Linked DNA regions of Rattus norvegicus: region 2 is linked to region 1. A link is a contact called in public Hi-C data. All regions are on one chromosome and are shown on one strand. The core of a region is the stretch at or near the end of the contact, and the rest is flanking DNA. Distances in the headings are between cores, read along the strand shown. Region 1 overlaps Wwox (WW domain-containing oxidoreductase). Region 2 has its middle 66 kb from the start of Dynlrb2.

What was found. A called contact is a pair of places that touch in the nucleus more often than the background predicts.
Region 2: a Hi-C map of mammary epithelial cells shows a contact between it and region 1, with 3 times the contacts expected there. The contact joins two enhancer-like sites. A contact is called at or near these places in 3 of 12 Hi-C or Micro-C datasets (the A7r5 cell line, Schwann cells and mammary epithelial cells).

Annotation. Positions count from the first base shown.
Region 1 is chr19:59,895,001-59,902,103 of GRCr8, reverse strand. All of the region lies in intron 8 of Wwox (WW domain-containing oxidoreductase), which reads right to left. Among named protein-coding and RNA genes, the nearest start is that of Trnal-cag16, 340 kb to the right of the region's middle. Within about 2 kb of position 3,908, at least 11 of the 93 cell types and tissues checked have an H3K27ac peak or open chromatin away from gene starts, as enhancers often do.
Region 2 is chr19:61,359,581-61,366,683 of GRCr8, reverse strand. It overlaps the pseudogene LOC120098592. Among named protein-coding and RNA genes, the nearest start is that of Dynlrb2, 66 kb to the left of the region's middle. Within about 2 kb of position 3,788, at least 6 of the 93 cell types and tissues checked have an H3K27ac peak or open chromatin away from gene starts, as enhancers often do.

The DNA.
Region 1 (7,103 bases), core at 2,659-5,158:
GTGTACACATGCGCACAGATGTGTGCATGAACCTAGATGCACATGTATACACACACACACACACACACACACACACACACACACACACACACTCAATCAATGACTGTGCTGACCGTTGGCATTTACTGAGGGTCTGGCAAATGTTAGGGCTTCACCCCAGTGCTTAGCCTGAACCCTTTCAATCCTAACAAACATTCCTTGGAGAAGTTACTGTTATTTATTCCCGCTTTGTAGACTGAGAACCAGACGGATTCTGCATATCACTGCACATAGAGAACCAGGGAGAGTGTGTGGGACAAATTGAGTCCTGAGAACATGTCACTACCGATGTCATCATTGTCACCATCAACATTAAAGAACTGACTTTACTGTCACCTGCATCACTGACACCAACACTGCTTATTTAGAAGGCATTCATGTCTTTGCAAAACAAACAAACAACAAAGAGCCCCACAGGGAATGACAGGCACACCCTTGGTGCCTAATAATGTCAACTCTCTTCTCTGCTTCCCTGAGCCCCTTCTACCTTGTACAGACTCATTCCAGACGATCCCACTCCCAGCCTGGGCCCTTGCTTTGGTGCAGAATAGTCTGCTTGGCAGAAATGCTCCCCTCACATGTGGCTCGGTGTGTGTGTGCAAAGTCCTCCTGTTGACTTTCTCTCTTTGCAGTGGCACCTCAAAATCTGCCTCCTCCTCAAGGCCAGGTGTGTCCCCATCAGCCAAGACCTACCTTGCTTGCCTCAGCGTGCTGTGCACAGGGCCCTGTGTCCTGTCACAGACAGGGCCCCATGTCCTGTAACAGAACTCAGGAGAATCCCAGCATTATCTATATGTGTGATGTTAAGTCTGGGGCACACACCCTGGCTATCATGCAGCCATTAAAAACCATTGCTTGCCAATATGAAGGTGCAGGTTTTTGGGATAATGTCTGAGTCGCAGTTTCCCATTTTGGTGTCAATTAGTACACTGCTCATGTTACACACAATGAGCTTGACTTTGGAAGTGTCTTTGGAAAGATCATACTATGATTATGGTTACGATCTAAACACCAGACTTGCAGAAAGGTATGACAATGGCCCGGCTACGTAATAAAGCTGCGTCGGAAAGAGGCAATGCCTTCTTAATAGATACAAAGTGAACCCTAGGAGAGTGGAAAGCTTTGGGCCACCGCTTAACTGATGACGTTTATTCCCTTTCTTAGTGGGACACAAAATTAAAAAGCATCTTACAACTGGCTGCATTACATGTTCATAAACCCTGGCATGTCAAATCATGGCAGGTCAGGCCTCGGCAGTTCCGAAATAACCTCGTCAAAATGCCTCAAATTACAATTGACAAAGTAGGATGCAGAAGTGGAGGGATGGAAAGAAACCAGGAAATGGCCAATGGAGACAGGGTAGGGTGAGGGTGGAGCTTCCCAGGCTGCTGGGGAGAGAGAGAGAGAGAGAGAGAGAGAGAGAGAGAGAGAGAGAGAGAGAGAGAGAGTCAGAGAGAGAGTCAGAGAGAGAGACAGAGTCAGAGAGAGAGAGTCAGAGAGACAGAGAGAGACAGAGAGACAGAGAGAAGGACAAGGGGCAGGGGGAGGGAGAGTGTGTGTGTATGCACAAGTGAGCACATGCACACATGTTTACGTGCATGCACACATGCCCAGTGTGTGTGTGTGTCTATGTAACTATATATACACATGTTTACGTGTATGTATGCATACATGCGGAAGGCAGAGGTCAATCTCAAGGGTTGTTCCTCAAGCACCATCCTACCAGATGTTGTTCCTCAACAACCTACCAGATTGTTTGAGGCAGGGTGTCTCCTTGACTGGAGGCTTACCAATTAGGGGAAGCTGGCTGGGCTGCAGTCCCTGAAGAAACACTTGTCTCCTCCTCTCTTAACACTAAAATTGCAGGCTTGCTGATGCAAGTGTTTCCTCAGGAACTCTTAGCTGCAGGGAATCTGACTCCCTCTTCTGGCTCTGGTAAGCACCTATACACACATTCCATTCACATCCAGGGATATAAATACATTAAATTAAAATTAGTCTTTAAAAAAACCATCGTGTGTTTGTGTTGGGGGTAGGGGTGTTTGTCTGTGTGTGCATGGTGTGCGAGTGCGTGGGTGTGCTGCCAATGTGTGCACATGTGGAGGACAAGTCTGCCAAGTATCTTCTCTACTGTCCTCTAGTATTCTCTTTGAGGCAGAGTCTCTCCCTGAAGTTAGAAGTAGCCTCAGTTTAGCCAGGCTGACTGGCTATGAAGTTCCTGGGGGCAGTGATGCTCTCCCACCTCTCCAGAGCTAGGTTTACAGACAGGAGGGGCCATGCCAGCTTTTTTCACATGGGTACTGAGGATCCAAACTCAGATCCTTATGCTTGCCCAGTAAGCAATTCACCCACTGACCCATGTGCCCAGCCACCTGTCATCTGCAGATCCCACTGCCATGCTGTCATCACCGTAATCACCTTCATTGTTATCATTTAACAGATAAAAGCTATGTCCTTGTAAGAGACTAAATAATAGCGTTTGTATAGAGTGGAAAAGTAAATGTGTTAAATGAGAAAGACACAAGTCTGGCATCTATACCTGGAGCAGTCAGGCCAGGAACATTCTCTCCCTTACAGTCCTTCCCACTGCAGATGAGCCTTGTTTCCTCTGTTCAGATATCATCTCCTTAGCATGTTCCTCAACACACACACACACACACACACACACACACACACACACACACATCTTATCTGGTTGAATTTTTTAAAAGATTTCTTTATTTATTATATATAAGTACACTGTAGCTGTCTTCAGACACACCAGAAGAGGGCATTGGATCTCATTACAGATGGTTGTGAGCCACCATGTGGTTGCTGGAATTTGAACTCAGGACCTCTGGAAGAGCAGTCAGTGCTCTTAACCATTGAGCCATCTCTCTAGTCCAGGTTGATGTTTTTATTTAAAGATTTTTATTCTATTTTTAATTATATGCATATGGGGGGAAGGGCTATGTGCACATGTATGTGTATGCCAAAAGGAGGCATCATTTCCTGGGGCTGGAGTTACAGACATTATATCTGATGTAGATGCTGGGAACCACACTTGCTTGGGTCCTCTGGACAAGTAGCAGGTGTTCTTAACCACTGAGCCATCTGTCCAGCACTGAGCCTTCTGTCCAGCACTCCACCGTGGTCTGTGTAATATTGGCTTGTCTACTTGTTTAACATCCTCTCCACAATACCATGGAAGTCATGCTAGTGCAGGGGTCTTTTGGTTTGGGTGAATTTAGTATTTTATTATAGCCCTTAGCTCTCTCTGATGTCCAAAGGATAAGTGCAATCTCAATAAATCAACCATTTACCGCATGATTGAAAGGATGCTCTCCAAGTGGTGATTGAGTGGACACCTGAGCGTCTAAGGCTGGGGATGAAGATTCCTCTTTGGACCTGCCTCTTGTGGCCTCTAAGGGTCTGACGAAGATCTGAAGTACCTAGAACCCTGTCAACATCATTTATTTATTAAAAATAGTTTGTTTTGGCTGGGTGGTGGTGGTGGTTACACTGCTTTAATATCAGCATTTGGGAGACAGAGATGGGTGGATCTCTGAGTTTGGGGCCATCATGGTCTAAGGAAAAAACAAACCAACAACAACAAAACCACCTTGGTTCTGTTAAAGCTCCACCAGGGTAGCACCAGGAAAGCTTCCACGGGGGCGTTTCTGAGGCACACATTTATGTGTTATCTGTGAGGGTGGTTTTCCAGGGAAGGCACGTGAGAAAGAAAAGACCTCTCTTGATGTAGATGACACAACCTCTTGGGCTGAAGTCCCCAAGGGGAAAGAGAAAGAAAGTTGAGCAACAGCATTCCCCTCCCTCTGCTTGCCCGTGCGTCTGGTGGTGAGTAAGGCTCTGGGATTGCGTGCTCTTCCTGCCAAGATGGACTTTAAGCCATGAACTGTGAGCTCCTTTCCCTGAACTTGCCTCCAGTCAAGCACTTGGTCCAGGCCACGAGAAAAGCAAGCTTGTTTTTGCTGTAGTTCTCAACTGTGCTCGCCTTAGAGATGCTGGCCCTCTGCATTGATGGTTGGCTAGAAAAGTCTCCCTGCAGGGGCTCCTTGATCTGGAGCCTTTGGTTTTAAGCTAACACGGGAGATGAAGAAAGGGACAGATCAACCTTTATGCCTGCCCAATTCCCAAACCTTTCCCCCTCCCGATTCTCCTTTTCCGATCCTGTGGAGCCAAAGGTCTAACCTTTGCAACCAACTTGCTACCTGGGAATTAAAATAATAAACAAACAAGCAGGGCCTCGGCTATCCTGATTAGGAGATGAGCTCCCAAATCTGGCTGTTGACTATGGCTCTAACACTTACTAGCTGTGTGGTCAGCTGCCATTCTCTGCGCTCTGGGTTCCTGGGCCCAAAAGTGGAGTGGTGGAGTCTATCCAGGCAAGTAAGGAATAGTACAACTATACAGTGTTGCACACAGACCCTGCCACAGAGCCAATGACTGGTGTTAGCTAGGCTTGGTGGTAGCTGCCTTTTCAGGACTTTAAAATTTTATTTAAAAAAAAAAAAATCAGGATGACTTGTCGGAGCCATATCTGTTTCCCGATAGTGGGATATGCAGGGCAGATAATTTTAGATGCTACAGAGATCCCCACAAACTCCTTCCAGCATTCCAAGAGAGGATTAAGTTCATCGCTTTAACTCAGACCTGTCAACTCCCCCCCCCCCAAAAAAAATAGCTGGGAATCTAAACTCGGGTTTGGAATGAACCAAGCAGGTGACTGCCTGGAGGTGGGGAGGTGGGGAAGGTATCATATCATATCCAAGAACCACCTTGTGGGAAGTACACACTGCTGGGCTTCCCTTAAAAGAACCAGCCTGGAGCTGGTGCTGGAGGCCCCAGGATCAGTACCTTTCAACAGAGAAGACAGAAGTGGCTCGGGCCTGGCTGGGGACACAAATGCAATCGGTTATATGGTTTTCCAAGAGAAATCTTCCTTCAAAGTGCTCTCTTCTCTGTAAGCCTTTGTTTGCACATGGGAGAGCAGTAGGGGGAGGAGGCTCTCACCTGATGTGCTGAGAAGACACAATGCAGAAGGTGCTAAGTAAAATGACTAGGAGATCGCACCTTTAATTTCATACTTCGAATTTCTAATGCGTCGGTCTTCCGAGAAGCTTGGAACGCTCACCCAAATTGTGAAATGACTTGGCCCCATCCTCACAGTCATCTCGAGACCAGGATGACAGCATGAACATGTGACACCCTGCTCAACAACACAGACATCAATCATAGTGAGGTCCGGCATTAGGTAAATACCAGTGTATTTATCAGCTTGTGGCCTCGCTGTCACCTCATTCTTTACCAAGTGCTAAGCCGGTTATATGAAACGGGCCTTCAGCAGGGGTGGGGCCTAATGGGGGTGGATCACTGGTTACCCAGAACCAGAGTGAAAAAGAATCCAGCAGAGGATTCTGGAGAGGTGGAAGGGTAAATCGGGAAGCAGGCTGCATGGGGTTCAGGCTCAGCTCAGTAAGAAGCTAAAATTGGGAGACGAGACAGTCACAGACTTGAATCTCAGAAGTGCCGTCTCTGTAGCTGGTGGTAACCACCCCAACAAGCTGCAGTGTGTTAGCATGTACAGGAAGTAGCTGCCCTGGGTTTGGCAAGCAGGAAGTATTTGCCATGTGCCATGTGACCCAAGTCCCATCCCTGGGGATCCACAGAGTGAAAATAGACTCCAAGAAATTGTCCTCTGACCTCCAGACACATGCACACAAGATAATAGGGTTGTTTGCTTGTTTGTTTCACGCTGGGGAGATGCTGTGCAAGAACAATGTCCTGCACTTGGATCCTCAGAAGCCAATCCAAAGCAGGTGAGGTGGTGTAGACATTCACAAAGCAGGAGCTTCTACCAGGACATGGGGGGCAGAGAAGGTCCATGAGACGCTCACAGGGCAGGTAGCATAGCCTATGCAGCAGTGAGTGTCTAGGGAGATCCTGTTTCCTATGAGGTGCGCACCACAGCATACATTTGCTCATAGTCACTGCTCCCTCCCCTCCCCTCCCATACACACAATTTAAAAACAAGCAAACAAGGGCTGGAGAGATGGCTCTGGAGTTAAGAGCAGTAACAACTCTTGGCGGCCTGAGTTCAGTTCCTAGCACCCACAAGGAGTGGCTGACAACTGCCTGTAACTACAGTTCCAGGAGGTTTGATACCCTCTTTTGTCCCTCACAGGTACCCATACATACATAGCATACATGAATTCACTCGGGCACACGTACATACACACAAAAAATAAATCTTACGAGAAAACAGAATTGAGGCTTGCCGGTCTGCACTCTGGGCTAGCGTCTTCTGGGATCCTATGACAGCACCATTTTTCTCAGCACTGGCCACCAGTCTCCACGTTCAGGTTTGTTCTATTGCTGATTGTCAGTCACAATGTCTGACCCCTGTGGACCAGAGACCCTCAGGAGCAAGGCACAGTGTGGCCTTTTGTCTGAGCCTTCTTCATATTGTGTAATACAACAGCCACCAGGGACATCTGGTTTCTTAAGTTACTTAAATTTAGTCAAATAAAGCTTCCAGGCCCTCAGTCATGCCCACCGTGTTTCAAGAGCTCTGCAGCTTTGGGCGGCCATTGAGCTGGACCATCTAGACATAAACCACCTCTAATTTTTTATACAATGTCCTGCAGGATAATGTGAACACATGGGTGGCAGAGACTCAATGTACATGTCTATTATGGAGGAGAGTCATGGAGGAGAGTGAGGGAAGACAGCCAAGAGCATGATGGAATAAAGAAATGAAGGGACAGTAATTCCTAAACAAAACCTAATCCCTAAACATCCCTGCCCAGCACTCATGCTCAACTATCCTCCTTTTCCTCAGAGGTATTTTTAAACATCACAGAAGACACGAAGACATGCATGTTGTGTAAACACGGGATTTGGTGGACTAAATGCTCACAAGGACTCCAAATGAACTAGAAGGTTACAGAACTGGGCTGTTGCAGTACCTCAGCCTTAAAGAATTTGCTCAACATCTGCAAGGCCCTGTGCTCGAGCCCAACACCGCTAAAACAGAAGAGCTTACACTTCTCAGTAGGTCGCAC
Region 2 (7,103 bases), core at 2,539-5,038, 1.5 Mb before region 1:
TGGGGTTAACCATACCGATTAAAGCTTTATTGAAACTTAGCCAATAGTTCTGTGTCTGCTTCCTGCTTGGTTTCCTTGGTACAGAAACAGAGTTCAGTAGTTTCAATAGTGACTATTGGGTAAGCAATGCCTGCCTGAAATATTTATTTATTATACAACCTTTAGCAGAGAAAGTTTGTCACCTTTGTCCAAAGAATTTCCTGGGTCCCAGCAGGATAGGGGTGTCTATCTCTGCCATAGGCTTCCTTTAAAATGTCTTCACTAACTTTCTGAAGACAAACATGCCAGAGATCTTAGTATCTATGCCCAGAAGATGATTGTCACTCTGTGTGTATGCGCACATGCACATGTGTGAGATACAGGGGATCAGATACAAAGGGAAAAGTTTCTCAGAGCACATGAGATACATAGACACTGGCCATCCAGGAAGCAGGCTGTATGTCTTCTTTTTCATTGTGAGCATGTGTTTTGGAGTCTTTCTGTATTTCTGTGGGCTAACAGGTAACACCAGTAGCAAAGTCCTTCCTTCTCACGGGATCTAATTTTCCCCATGGAGTTTATGAAGGTGAAGCCATGTTCCCAGAGAAGAAATTAGCAGCGGAAATGTTACTTGTATTTGGGACTCTAGAGATCCATGATCCTTGGTCCCTTATGCAATGAGAAAAAGCTATTACAATTATCCTTTTGTAATTATTTTTCACCCTTTATTCTTCCTATTTTTTTTTTTTTGTGCATCACTTCTCTGTTTTCTTGTTTATGTTGTTCTGAAGTGCCCCAGTTAGCTTTAACTGTCAAAAAGACACAGACTTCAGTTGAGGACTTTTCCAAATCAGACCAGCCTGTGGGCATGTCTCTGTTGGGGGCTGCCGTGTTTGTTAACTAGTGTAGGAGAACCTGGCCCATTTTGAGCAAGGCCCTACCCAGGCATAAGAAGGCCAGGTAGGCATGAGACCGAGTGAGCCCGAAGCAGCATCCCTTCAAGGTTTCTGCCTTGCTTTCCTGCCAAGTTCCTTCCATGACTTCACTCAGTGATGCTCCATGACCTGGAAGATTAGCCAAATAAACCCTCTGTTCCCCAATACAGCTTTTCATCAGGGTGTGTTATCAGAATGGAGACTAGAACATCAGTCAGTCTACAGGCATCAGTAAATGACTTTGAGAAAAACAAGGAAATCTTGCAGACGGGGGATGGGAGACATGTACTCCTAAGGCATAACTCAAAGGAGTTATAGGAAAGCTTTGTGTGCCTCTGAGAGATTTGCCCCTAAGGGACCCACAGAGGACACACCAACTTCCCCGTTCAATCCCTTGCTGTATGAGTGCTACCTTGGGCACAGTAGAGAACAGAAATCTTAAGGCCTTTCTGTGTTTCCTTTATGGAAACAAACATTTAAGAAGCAGGCCATAGGGACTGGAAATGGGAGCATATACGCCAACTCAAGCTGCCCATGCATTCAGGGGTGGGTGGAAAATGGGAACCAACATGCTGGCCAGGGCTGCCCAGGCATTCAGGGTAGCTTTTGCTCCAAGGGGCTCTTCCACTATAGTTTTTATTTGGATCATTCTCAGATGTGGGTTGTGAGACCCAAGGGGAAAGGGGAGGCAGCATATTTGCAGACAACCCTAAATGATGATGTCTGTGATGAGTGGAGGCCCTGGGATCTGCCAGAATGGCAGATCTGGTCAGTGGGATGCTGAAACTGGGTGAGCTTCTCGGGGGGCAATGAGTAGGCACTGGTTTTGAGTAGCTCTCACATATTCAGGGCACCACCTCATACTGATTCAGGTCTCCCCACTTGTAGAGGTTCCTGATGAACCAAAGCATATAGGGATGGGAGCCTAGACTCTCAGGATATCCCTTTCTGCCTCCCAGACAGAATGGAAAGGGGCAGAATGATAGGATGAAGGGTTTCAGGAAAGAAGGGATACCTTACCAAACAGATAAGCTAACTTACAATGATCTGTATTTTTGATCCTATTTCTATGCCCAAGGACCAAACCCTGAGCTCACCCATTACCACATAATTTTGATGTCCCAACATTTATTCTGCTTTCCCATGCTTTGTCAAAGTGTCACCTTTCTTCTAGATGAAGCCATCAAGTTCTATTATGGTTATCAGGTCTCTCAGGAGCCTGACCTTAAGCCACCTGGAATCCCGTACCCCATCACAAATGTTGCCCAGCAGCAATTGTCATATTCCAAAAGAACATTCTAGAAAGAGGACTGATAGGAATGGACCAATTTCAGACAACTGCACACTATGGTCTTTCCATACATTTTCTATTTCACCAAGAATGAAAGTTACTGAGATATGAAACAACATGAGGACCCAGACTATGGCCATTGTTGCCTGACTCCATAGATCAAGTTCTTCCCGGGATGTTCTAGGAAGGAGGGAAAGAGTGAGATATAGTGATGGGCAGAGCTTGGGGGGGGAAAAGGACACAACAGTCCAATGTCATTCTACCATGATTATAGGATATACAAGAAATAGTATTAGAGACTCACATGGGTGTTCAGTTCTGTCTTCCTAGGCTCATGGGTGGACGGTTGAGGCTATGGGTAGAGGGTTCAGAAATGACAGGGTTAGGAAAAACATTTATTCAGTTGAAAATGGAAATAACAGATTTCATGTCAGGCTTTTGTGATATCTATGTTACGTGTTTGCTTGTGTGTGTGTGTGTGTGTGTGTGTGTGTGTGTGTTTGGGCTAGAGGTTGACTTTAGGTACTGAGCTAGGTAGGTCTTAACTTGACACACCTAGAATCACCTGATAATCTAGGTCAGGTGGACTTCTAAGCATGTTTGTTTATGACATTATATCTTTATTAGTGATGTAGAAGACACAGCTCACTGTGGGTGGTACCATCCCCTAGGCAACAACTCCTGAAAATATAACAGAGGAAAAAGCTGGCTGAGGGCAAAGAAGCAAGGATACATTCATTGTTCGCTCTTGGCTCGTACATTCTTACTTTGACTTTCCAAAAATAATGAATTACAGTTTGGAAGTATAAGACCCATTCACCTCCTTGGGGTTTTTGTTTGTTTGTTTTTGTTTGCTCATTTTGGTTTGGTTTGGTTGTTTTCTGTTCAGGATATAAACAGCATCAGAAATGAAACTAGGATAGGTGTCTACTTCAGTAGTTCTCTACCTTAGTTTTTGAGACAGGTTTTCTCACACATTGAATCAGCTGGCCTCTATCTCCACGTCCCCTGTGCTGAGATTACAGGCATGCCATACTGTGCCTGGATCTCATACAGAGGTTCTGAGGGAGTTGAGCTTGTTTTATCATACTTTCATAGCAAACTCTTTACTGACTGAGCCGTTTCCCATGTCCTGGTGGTTGTTTTTAAAACCTGGAAATTTACTGAGAAAATGGTGTCCTCACATTCTGAATTCTGAGACTCAGAGATGGAGCAAGCTTGTGCCAGGCCTGGCAGCGACTGCACCGCCAGACTCAGATGTGGGTGTGAACTCTCGAGCTCTAATGAAGACTTGCTTTCCTGTTTTGCTGCCAGGACCTATGTGCTTCCATTTCCCAATTGAAAACATACTTAATGGCGACAGGTTTTTGGCTTCCCCAGGTCTAAGTCATTACCCTGGAAATGCAGAATACATATCGCAATTGAGGGCTGAGCTGCACTTCCCTGGGAGTGAGCCCTGGCCTTGTCCTCCTCCCACCTCTCCCGGAGGACTGGATCCTCTCATCCGAAATAGTCATCTCTTTATCACACTAGGGCTCTTGTGAGGCCAGTATGTGGGATTTCTGGAATGAAGTCCTCATTGGAAGCAGCAGCTTCCTCCCTTCGCCTCCTCCTCTGGGTGTTGTGGAATGTAATTTTCCTTTGGCAAATAGAAACTGCGGAACGATCCTCACTTGGCTGAAGCTGATCAGGGATGTATTCTGTCCCTCCTCCATTCAAGCTTCCTTATTTTATTTTTATTTTAAATTTTTTCAAATTTCCAATTTGCACTTGCACGCATGAGCATGCGCACGTGCGCATGCACACACACACACACACACACACACACACACACACACACACACACACACACAGACACACACACGGTACATGAAAGCCAGAAGAGGAAGATGAATCCAGTGGAGCTTATTTTATAGGAGGGAGTGAGCTGCCCAATAGGGGTGTGTTAAGCCAGACAGGTCCTCTGTTAGAGCAGTAGTCAAGCTAAACCACAGAGAACTTCTCTAGTCTATAGAGTCAAGTTTTCTAAAATCTCCGGTTTGGGCTATATGAATGAGACAGAGTTGGGTACTGAGCTAAAGGCCTGAAAAATACACGATTCCCATATTTTAGCTTGCCATTTGGAACATAGGGCCAAGGATGACATACGTGTTGGAGGTGAGGGCTCATGTGTCCCGAGTACTCAAAACACTCAGACTGTAGATGAGGAGACTGAGGGTCAGAGACTGGAGTTGTTACTCAGCATCCCCCATAGAGCTGCCAGCAGTGTCTGCAGTAGAGTCTCGGCCTCTGTCTCTGCAAGTGCGTCCCTCCCTTTCCGGTGAGCTCTGGTGTCATTTCTCTGAATGTTTTCCTCTCTGTCTAAGTCTGGCAAGAGGGGCTAAGGGCACATGCATTCTTGTTTACTCCCTCTTTCTGGATGTTGTTGGTGACAAAGACTATTACGGGATGAAACAGTTCGGACCAGACGTGAGGCCCTGGGTACAAGATGATAAATGCAAACAAGGAGTTTGGAGTCTAGGCAGGCTTTGGCTATTTAGGATTCTGGGGCCAGGATTGTGCAGCTTCCCTTTTCTGACATCTCAGCTCCTTGGCAGCTCTTGTGAGTCTGATGATGCCTTTCTCATGGGCAGCTGTCAGGGATGCGTGAGAAACACACTCGGCAGCACCCCACTTGCCCCACATATTTTAATGCCCCCACTTTCTCCTCTTCTTCCTCCCCTACCACCTTCTTTTCTTCCTCCTCCTCTTCGTTTTTCTTCCCTCCTCCTCTTGCACCTCCTCTTTCTTATTTGCAGATTTGTAATCTCAACTCTACCTACATGGGAGATGCTCAAAACCTTGAGGATTCAGCCATGCAAAGACACAGGGCAAAGGGTGTATCTCTCGCGTGTCTGCTATGGATCAGGCCATGGGCTTCTGGAAAAATTCTGTAAATGACTCCTGAGATGCTCTTCACAGAAAAGGGGAGTGTAAATCCCCTCCTCTGCTAGCTCTCATGTTTGAACAACCATGTCTGAGCATGGAGTCCATAAGAATGTTAAATCTAGGCTTTGAAGTTAATCTAAATCACACATGCATAACCCAAGCCAGACCCCAGAAGGTAGAGATGCAACAGCAGCTGTCCAGTGGTTTCGTGCTACCCCTCTCTCTTGGTTTGGATAATCTCAGGCTTCCATATGTACCTCAATCCCTCCTCCTCCCCTCCTCCCCCTCCTCCTCTCCCTTCTCCTCTCCCTCCTCTTCCTCCCCCTCCTCCTCTTTCTCCTTCTCTCTTTCTCTGCCACCCATCCTACTGTTCAGCTCAGCACCTGTCATGGGTCAGCTCCTAGGTACCAGAGGGACACTAGATAAGCAAGTAGGGAGAAGCGTGCAGAGAGTAACTTCCGCTTGGCCCATTTTATGTGAATGCTTGTGTCTAAAGAGCTCTGCCCTGCCTCTCAGCCTTATCCTGTTGTTGCACGCCTAATGTCCCACCAGCAAGAACGACGCGCGGCAACAGGATTCTTCTGCGAGCAAGCCTTTACTGTGTTACAGCTCTTCTTAGTGTTACAGCTCTCTTAAGTGTTACAGCTCTCTTGAACAGGGACCCCAAGCAGCAAAGTCGCTCGACTTATATACACAACAGTATGCTAATTATCTCTCAGGGATTGGTGGGGCATGGATCACCCCACTACTTGTCCTCCAGGGATTGGCGGAGAATGAATCACCTCATTAGCATATTAACGGTCAACTGACACCTGGTGCGTAAACCGCACATGTGCAGTACCGCTGTTCACCACTAGAGGGAGCCCTAGCAAGGGGACAAGCCTGCACATGCGCAGTAAGTCGTTTATATCCAGACAAGGCTGGATGTCGGCGCCATCTTTGTTTCGCCGCGCCGCTCTCTACATCCTGTAGTGCTGCTGACAGGATGGGGAGGGAAGAGGTAGGAAACAAAACGTGGGTGAACTTGGATCACTTTCCCTGACAGGAACCAACATCTCACCCTGGATAGGTCACCGACAACAGACCCAAGTGACAGTTTCATCAAAGTCCAGTTCTTCTAGTCTCCACAGGCGCCTGGAGCACTGCACACTTGCAGCATATAGCCATCGCATGCACATAGATAAAATGAATCTTTAAAATACCAGTATTCGTGGAATTTAAAAGGCAAGCAAATGTCACTAATAGTTGTTAGGGTCATGTTTTAGATGTGTTACTCATATAGACCCTAGCAATTGTTTTTTTATACCTAGTGGCTCATGACTACAGACTTATATGTCAAAAGATCTAGGTTTTGAAACATTCTAAGGACTCAATGTGTGGTTCAATGGCAGAGTGACTAAAGAGAGGATCTGACCCCTGGAGTTGGAACTACAGGTGATTGTGAGTCACATGAGGGTGCTGAGCTCAGGTCCTCGGCAAGAGCATCTAATACTCTTAACTCCGGCCCTCTCATTGAATGGTTTGACAGCCCCCAGTAGTCATGGAATAAAACATAATGTGGCAAGTTCTTACAACTGTACTTGAGAGGTATGTCCTCAGTGGCTCTGTCCCCTCTCAATTTGACCTTCATTTGACCTCACAGCATAACAGTTCCCATGGCATCAGCATATACCATAAATGGGGCAGATGGCTGCCTGCCATTCTGCTGTATGGAGATGCCGCGCTCTATGTAATCATTAGAGTATATTTTTTTTAGAGGTTTTGTTTTCCCTCATACTGAAGCTTTCCTATAAATCTCTGTCCACGCTTATGAATTTTTCTTGGCATTTGCTTCTAGAAGTAGTGCTGTTGGCCAAAAACATGGGGATGTTTTAATACTCTTGATTAACTTTATAAATTTATTTTCAAAGGCATTGTGTGAGCTCTAGCGTGCTTTGGGATTAAGTGTGTGTGTCTCGGTGTACTCCTTG